2 separate regions of the Danio rerio genome follow, and region 1 is linked to region 2. The links are chromatin contacts, called in public Hi-C maps. All regions are on one chromosome and are shown on one strand. The core of a region is the stretch at or near the end of the contact, and the rest is flanking DNA. Distances in the headings are between cores, read along the strand shown.

The links. Hi-C and Micro-C count contacts between places; a contact is called where the count stands out from the background.
Region 1: a contact with region 2 is called in a Hi-C map of embryo, with 2.2 times the contacts expected there. The contact joins two enhancer-like sites. A contact is called at or near these places in 8 of 18 Hi-C or Micro-C datasets (caudal fin, embryo, hematopoietic stem cells and 1 more).

The regions. Positions count from the first base shown.
Region 1 is chr10:10,878,985-10,883,431 of GRCz12tu, forward strand. The region is part of intron 3 of sh2d3ca (SH2 domain containing 3Ca); the gene reads left to right. Among named protein-coding and RNA genes, the nearest start is that of sh2d3ca, 61 kb to the left of the region's middle. Within about 2 kb of position 1,532, at least 16 of the 62 cell types and tissues checked have an H3K27ac peak or open chromatin away from gene starts, as enhancers often do.
Region 2 is chr10:10,842,548-10,847,172 of GRCz12tu, forward strand. The region is part of intron 3 of sh2d3ca (SH2 domain containing 3Ca); the gene reads left to right. Among named protein-coding and RNA genes, the nearest start is that of sh2d3ca, 25 kb to the left of the region's middle. Within about 2 kb of position 2,779, at least 9 of the 62 cell types and tissues checked have an H3K27ac peak or open chromatin away from gene starts, as enhancers often do.

The sequences.
Region 1 (4,447 bases), core at 282-2,781, 35 kb after region 2:
ATATATATATATGTGTGTGTATGTATGTATGTGTGTGTGTGTATATATATATATATATATATATATATATATATATATATATATATATATATATATATATATATATATATATATATATATATATATATATATATATATTCTCGATTTGAGTCTGAAACCATGTGATCAGGCCCGTTTTCCAATCACGTGTTTGGATATGGGCATAGGTGAATTGAATAAACTAAGATAATGTGAATGTGAGAGTGTATGGGTGTTTCCCAGTACTGAATTGCAGCTGGAAGGGCATCCGCTGTGTAAAACATATGCTGGATAAGTTGCCGTTTCATTCTGCTGAAGGAAAATGAATAATAACATGAGCTACCAAAATACACATTGTAAGTTTGGATTTCATGCTGACTTTAGGGTCATCTTTCAGGGCAAAGGAGCAGATCTAAGATGAGAAGTACTCAAATCATGTGAAACTGGATGTACATTTAAACATATTTAACTATTTAAGCCTCAGAAATATTCACAACATCGGCTTGGCTTTGTTGCTAATAGAGTTGTATGAGATCCAGTACCTCATTTGACCTGCATATGTGCTTGTTAAACACCAGAGATTGTGTGTGGGTGTGTTTGAAGAGAGGCAGACAGAGACCGGGAGAGAGAATCTAAGAAACAGAAATTGCTTCAGATCTAATATGTTGGGATGTAGGCCAGCAATGACAGATATGGGGATTTGGTGGAGATTTGGGTGGTGTAAGACAGCAAGGATAGATGAAGGGATAATGCATAGACGGATTTCTGGGAGATAAGGGCATGATAGGGGCATTAAGACAGCTTAAGGTGGGATCAAGGGACAACAAAACCACATGGGCAGCAGATGGACAACATCTTAAAATCAGGACCCCTGGATGAACCGAAGGAAAAGGTCACAGGACTGTGTGTGTTTGGCTGTGTCTAAGCCGATGGACAAGACTTAAATCTCAAGCATAACAGTGTTAAAACAGATGTTTGTAATGTAATTTTAACAGTAACCCAGACATATGCATTCACCAACCCCTTCCCACTGTCCCTTAAAACTGAATGGGGGTGAAAATTTCAGCACATTTCTTTGATCATAGCTATATGCTGAGTTGCTTCTATGTGATTGGCTGACTAAATATTTGCATAATACCTTATTTAGTGGATGTTAAGTCAAAAGCCACAGACATTGCACCTCAGTATTTCTTTTGCCCCCTTGAAGATGAAGGCCGGGTACCACCACCATGGTACTGTACCACCAAGAATGTGTGTTACATATCTTACTACATCCTTGCGATTTCATGACTAAGCATTCACATCTACTTTCGTGCCTTTGTTTATTTCATGGTCAGAATCATATTCGGCATCAGAGTGGCAGGAGATTTTAACACCAGCTGTCCTGTTATCTCTCAAAGCACTGGGTCATTGCTCAGCAGGGCCGACTGGATTAGCTCTACCCCAGAGAGCAGACTCAATGGCAGGCGCTGACCTGTGAATCTTTATCTGCCATATCTGTGGTTCGTGTCAGCCTAATGGTTTTTTTTTTTTTTTTTTGCGTCTATGGTTTTCCTTTCACCCAGAGGGGCAGCTGCACTCAATCAAACGTGATCTGAGTGATTGGAAAGCTTGTTGTGATTGGTGGAAATGGAATTAGGTAGGTGGGGGTCTGCTTAAACACAATGCTGTGATTGGTGGTTGAAGGGACTGGGTGCTGAGTGAAATTGGGCAATGAATCATGCTTGGATATTATTCACGACAAGCCATGGGGGTCTGGAGATAAACACCTCTGAATGGGTTGGTGTTTGTGGATGAATTTACCCAGAGATGTGTCTCACTGGATTCTAATCACACACCAAATTTACAAACCAGCTAAAAATTGTTCAGTTTTACTAAAAAATAAATAAAATAAAAAGACTAATTTTGCTCTGATATCAACATGCTACAAACAAAATAATTTATGGACCACTGGGGTGTTATTTAAATGCATTATATTGTCTCTACAAAGTGGCCATCACAGACCTTCCATAGTGGACAGCATATTTAATTTAACTGAGAAATATTGCTAGGAGAGTTAGAAGTACAGTTTGTTCAATGCAAGGTTTTATGTCAGAGGTATTCAATTAAAGTTTTAGAATGTCTAGCCGCTGCATTACTATTAAATTAAACGAGCAGAGTGTACTATTGTATATTTCCAAGTTGCTACTTGGCAGCAATAGTATTTGGTCAATTTAGGATTGATCATTTTAACAAAGTAGTCTTTTTAAGAGTAGTCATTACTCTTAACTTTTTAACAAAGTAGTCATGAAAATGAGTAGGTGTTATCTTAAGCAGTAATTTCTAATAGACAGATACTTCTGGGTCCATTTTATTTATTACCAATGAATCTATTAAATCTTTTAAAATTATAAATACAAATACATGCTTATTTTAGGGATGTATTTGTTTGAAAATTGATAGCCAATTACTTTTTTTACTTAGAAGCTAATAACTGATACACAAAAGCTGATAAAAAACTTTGATGGAATTTTTTATAAACCTAATTACAAAAACAAAAGGCAAACAAATACAGTGGACAATTGATATTACTGCATTATTTCCTCAAAATCCTTTAGAGATTTCTGTCTGGCAGGTAATCTGACTGGCAGGTTAAGCAACCAATCACACTTAGGGTGTTTTCACACGCCTTATTTAGTTCCGTTGAATCACACTAGAGTTGTTTTTCTCCTTGGTGCAGTTCTTTTGGGCAGGTTTGAATGTAGCAATCGCACTCGTGCATGCACCAAAAGTAGACCAAAAAAGCATACTGAGACCACCTCTTCAAGGAGTTCTCGGTACGCTTTTTTGGTCCACTTTCTCACCTAATGTTTTCAAAGAAACGCTGGAGCAGTTTGTTTGTGGTGAGAACATGATCTGCACTAAAACAGACACAACAGCAAAAAGTACTGCACCTTTTTGGACTAATCCAGCTGCCGTAGTCCGATGCTTTGTCCCATCTTATGGGGTGTGGAGGAAACATATTTGTTGACAGCACTTTACCAACAACTTTAAATAAAGAGAGAGAGAGAGAGAGAGAGAGAGAGAGAGAGAGAGAGAGAGAGAGAGAGAGAGAGAGAGGGAAAAACATTGCCTTATGGATCGTTGGTAATATTTCCGGACCATGTCGCAGTTTAGCTAAATTAATTCACGCCTCCTTCTGAAGTGACTTGCAATGCGCCTTCGCCATTTGCATTGCATTAAAACACTGTTTCCTTAAACTGTATAGTTTGTCTAAAGTGATGTATACAAACTATATAGTATACTATGACCAGGTATATAATCAGCCAGTGCAGTCATCCCTCCGTAGTAAAAAGGGACATTTTGTGTCTGCCGGTTTGTTTACTTGCAGGATTTCCATTGGCATTCTCCTGCACATTAATTCTGACCAATCGAAAAGCAGTTCAGGAAATACATTTAATAAGATCTGGCCAATAAGTGATGTGGATTTTGTAACATGACTGTATTTTGGTTCTTTTCAACTGGTTCAGACCAAAGCAACCAGTGTGGTGTGAAAAGAACACAAAAAAGGCAGAAAAGTGCAACAATGTATCATTTGTTGCCCTTGGTCTGGATCAAATGAACCGAATCACAGATTTGAAAGCACCCTTAATTTTATGTTAGCATTATCCTTCAATGCAGCATCAATCTCTCAATAATAAAAGACCAGCATGTACAACTGGAGTTGTATTGCAAAATGTCAGTTTTCTTCTTCCCCGTCAAGGGGTTTGCCATCACAAGATCATTGACTATATTTAGATTTGTCGACTTTAACAGCGAGTTGGCACTCTTACTTTCATTCAGAAACATTTCATGCATGCCTCAAAATGACAAACAAGATATTAGATGCGAGTATAAACTGCTGGAACAGTGAAGTTTTAATAGAATTCGATACCGCACGCCATATGGCAAAAAAACATCCGCATTTTGCCATGCAGGTGTTTGTGGTCCTTCACTGACTCAGTAGCTGCAGAGAATAGTGTCAAACAGTGTGTATAGACTATCCTGACACAAAATGCAGCAAAACTCCTGCACAACGTTAATAGTTTGATTAAGCAGTCTATACTACTCTTCAATAAAGCGACTAAAATTGGCATACTTCACGTGCTAATTCGATTTCTGATTAGTTCTATTATGACTTAAGTTGGATTAAGATCATCAAAAACCACTGTCTATATGGTAGGGTACTGTCTTAATCATATTAAAATTGGATTACTGGTGTCCATGTAAATGTACTCAATAGCCCCTTTCACACATACAGACCTTTCCGGAAAATTACCGGCAATTTTCCGGAAAGGTTGTAAGTGTGAACAGGTCCTTTTTGAAAATACCGGTAAATTCGTTCTGGCTATTTTCCGGAAAGAGAAGTTGTAATATTACCAGCAATTTGCCGGAATGCTGCTCTGTGTGA
Region 2 (4,625 bases), core at 1,529-4,028:
ACCCGATGTTTATTTTCTGCTGGGCTGTCATCTCATTATCTCTGCTGTTCCCAGATCTCACACCCTTCCTAGCACCTCAGGATTGAACTCCTAACCTTTCTTATAGCCGCTAACACCAATTAGCGCTTCCCTTTCAGTAATTGTATTACTGAAAATTCGACTGAAAGATGCCAGTGCTGATCTACTCTAACAATAGTGTGGTTAGTCAAGGGCCAGTAAAAGTGTCTCAGTATGATAATGGATCATGGATAAAAATATTACAGTATCACGATATTGTGATTACTGCTCTAAAATACGTTCTTTTAAAATGTCTCAGTAAAAAACAACAAATTATCCCCCATTGAACACAATATACAGTCTTTCATTTGTCAATTTTTCAATTTACAAATCACATTTATAATATTTTGGAACAGTAAACATGTGAGGCTAAATAATTAAAACAAATTATTGACTTCTGCTACGCTCATTAGTTTACAAAAAACTGATTCCTTTACAACACATACAAAAAAACCTTTACATATACCTGAGGAACGGTATAACCGAAATTTATTTTCTGTTTTAATAACTTGACTTTTCCAAACCGCTGTAAACCTTGAAACCAGTTATTGTCTCATGCCTAACTGTGGTACCACAGTATTTATTCCCAAATGAAGGGTTCATTTTATACTGTGATACATGTCTGTATTGCCATTAAAGCAATACAATATGACCAAATCAAATTAGCAACATGGTACTGTACCTTTAGTTATATTTTACAATGGTCTAAATTGCAGAGAAGATAAATAAGAATTAACTAACACTTAGTGCTATAATAGTCAGTGAAGGTGTTTTGGATCTTTTTCAGAAAAAAAAAAAAAACTCCAAATCTCTGTGCTTTTTCAGACTCAAAATTAGGGATGCACTGGTTTTTTTTAAGCCAATACCAATTTTTACAAAAAAAAAACTTTCGCCCATTTCCAATACACGTACAAGAACTATATAGTAAAAGCTACTTGTTTTACATTAAATTTATTTTGCAGAATATGGATTGGACTCAATTAACATTCAACTGTCCAAAATTGTAAAAGATGCACAAGTTAAAATAAAAAAATGACAACAAGACCATCTTCAAAGATGATTTTTGCTATTCGATACTTAAATTAACAACAGTAATCTTTAATTGACATTTAATAGAACATATTTATTTAATAAACTTAACAAACAAAGCCAGTGCTGTTGCAACAGTGCTCAGCATATATAAGTACACCCCTCACAAATCTATCTTTAAAATTCATATTCATATTTAATAGAAAGCTATCCTATATTATATTTGTGCATATACATTAGATTAGTTAATACTGAGGCCAAATCTCGAGCTTATTTAACAAAATAACTTAATAACAGTCCAAAAACTAGTACAAGCAAATTTATGTTATAGAAAAATATTAAATACATTTTTTAAAGAGGAAAAAATAAGAAAAGCAAAAAAATATATATATATAGTTTTTTCAATATTTTGCTTAAATTTTATTGTATTAACTTTCAATTTCTAAATATGTTTGGTTACTAAAATATTATGTTAATAAATATATCTGTTTAATGAATCTGCTTTGTTTAAATGAACCAAAATTCATTGACTATATTCACTAAGAAATGGATATAAATATTCTACATCTTCAAAAAGGGCTGTACTCAATTATGCTGAGCACAAATGGTAAATTTTGCTGCTCCAGAAATGTTTCTAAAGTGTAGCCCATTTCTTTTATTGTCCAAAATAATATAGCCCAAACTTGCTTTCTTGACACACATCTGATATTTTATACATATTCAGGTCTAATATTTTGGAAAGTTTTTATTTTTCATTATGCAAGAATTTAATGATTTTTCTCTGAGAATAATTAAAATGGGTGTAGCTCATTTTTTCCATGCAAGTTAACCATCACTATAGCATTTATTGGCATATGCACTGAAGATAAGACGATTAAGTTTAGTGACCGATACATTGCAGAATTTCTACTTAAGATATAACTCAAGATTCTTCCTCCAATGAATTCTAAATGCTGGGTTACACACAATTACTGCGTGCTGTTGTAACGGTTGCCGTATTACGTTGCCCAACATAAATAGATTAAGTTAACTTATTTATTTTACAAATTTAAGGTGGTTAAACATAAAACAATTAAAATGTCCCAAAAACCTGTCAAATCCTTTTAAATAAATATTGTGAACAAGCGACAAAAGTCATTTTGTAGTGTGTATAATTTTGCATGTTTTTATTGTGCACCAGGCTTGTAATTACCAAAGTACCAATGCACTTCAACAAACCCCATGCTGTCATGATGGTTAGGGATTTCACAAATGGCAGTAGCAATAAAGGAAATACAGATAAATGATAGATCAAATAGAGAATAGTCAATGAAGAAAAACATGTAGACCCAGCTGGAGTAAGATGGGGCTGTGATAACCCTTTCTCCCCACCCTCCAGCTTTTAGCACGGGAATACATACAGAACAGCCAGTTATTACATTTAAATCAAATCACACAACTCCGCATTGATTAGACCTGGAAACTGACTCAGCCTTCCTCGCTAACATGCTTCTCATGGTCTTGTATTACTGCTACAGATCAAACCAAATAACCGATCTGCTTGATCAGCAAATACAGCACCAGCTTGGGCAAGAGCCATATCGCACACCAACTACAATACCCAGAATTCCAATGGGGGCCTACTCATTAATGTTAATAGCTTGAGGGAGATGAGGGCTTTGGGCCCTGTAGGCAGATGGAGGTAGACACGATCCCCCTGCTTTTTCTCATTACCAGTTCACGCACAGAGCCTTGCTCCGATCCATTGTACTTCTGCACCCTGCCTGCAGGACACTCGCTGTGTAATTAATATTTAACTGAGAGAGAGAGATTGAATGGAAGATTGAGGAGGGTTTGTGATGGAAAAGCCACGATCAGCATAGATACACACAACAGCATGAGACCCAAAACAAGATATCGAGAGGGAACACAGAACATAGAGAACTAGGGCAGCGAGGGAGGCAAGAAAAAAAATGATGTCTTTAGTATTTCAATTGTTTCCCAGACGGGAGCTTTCACTTTCGTTCTGTAAACAAATGGAAACTTTCGCCAAAGGCTATTTTACCAGGGTTTGGTTCCTGGATCTTAGTCACCATTGCACAACCAACAATGACAAGATAATGGCTTGAGAGGAATGAAATGACTGTTTACAAACACTCTCCATTTTCTATCCATTTATAAAGGTACAAGAGCTGTCATCGCGGCAGTCTTTTTTCATTTTTGGGTTCACTTCCGTGCTTTTTAGGTAATATGTGTACTTTGGGGTTTTAGGACACCAATATGCAACCTATTGTACTTTTTTGTAAGAGTGTACAACCGATCAAACAGGTAATCCTGGCCAATCTCACACCCCTGGTTGAGACATTATGGCAGCGGTCTCAAACTGAATTTGACCATATCAGTGACTGGCAATTCATAGAAGAGCCGTTTTAACATTCAAGCACAAAAAAAAAGTAGAAACCTGATATATCTGATGTCATTCTTCCGCAGATACAGTCAAAGCTCCTTTTTGCTTCTTGTTGTACACACTGAAGGTGTAGTTTAAATTGCTATGAAAATACTACAAACTAATGATAGGCATAATAATAATAATTATTATTATTATTCTGTCCAAATCAATTGTTGCTTTACCAAAAGTTTAACAGATAGCGTAAGACAGCAGAAAGCAGATTGGCTAACTTTAGTGACTTTACTGGCAACTGTTCATCTAATTTATTTTTTTTTTTTTTTTTTGTAAAACTACAACAAAAAGGGAAAAAGTATGTTTATATTCACATTTACTTTTAAAATGTTCATTTCAGCCAGCATTAAAACTTTACTAATGCACATTTTTGTACAATTCCTAAGAAGCATATGAGGAAAATCTATTAAATGAGACCATTTAAGTCGAATATTTGCAAAACGATCATATTAACACCACCAGCATAACGTGTAAGCCATGAAGAAGTGTTTGTACAACAAAATACAGGTGGTGTAAAACTGATTATAATCAAATAAGCCTTGAATATTTACAAAAATAAAACTTTAGTAAAAAATAGAGCACTTACTGACATATATTTAACGTTGATATACAGTATAGGTCTTAAATCCTAGCCAGCAGCTAGCTCTCTGCAACTCTTACATGGTTGCCCACTGAAGCTAAGCAGGGCTGCGCTTGGTCAGTACCTGGATGGAAAACCACATGTGAAAGCTAGGTTGCTGCCAGTTAGTGAGTGGATGCCCTACCAGCTGCAACCCATCACTGGGAAACACCCATACACTTTTATTCACATACATACATCACGGCCAATTTAGCTTACCCATACAGCGTATAACTACCCAGCTTGTCAGGACACAAAAATATGTTTAGCTATGATTTAATGGTACCACATATTCAAAAGAAAATGAACTTCCAAAAATTCAATTCAGGTAGTAATGTCTGTCTGTGGCTGCCATATGTTTGTCATTGAGTGTGTCATGTGAGACTCCTCCTCATATGTGCGGTAATAAAATGAAATCCTTTTTTTTTTTCATTCAGTGATCTCATGAGACACATACACACGCCATAACACATGATGTTA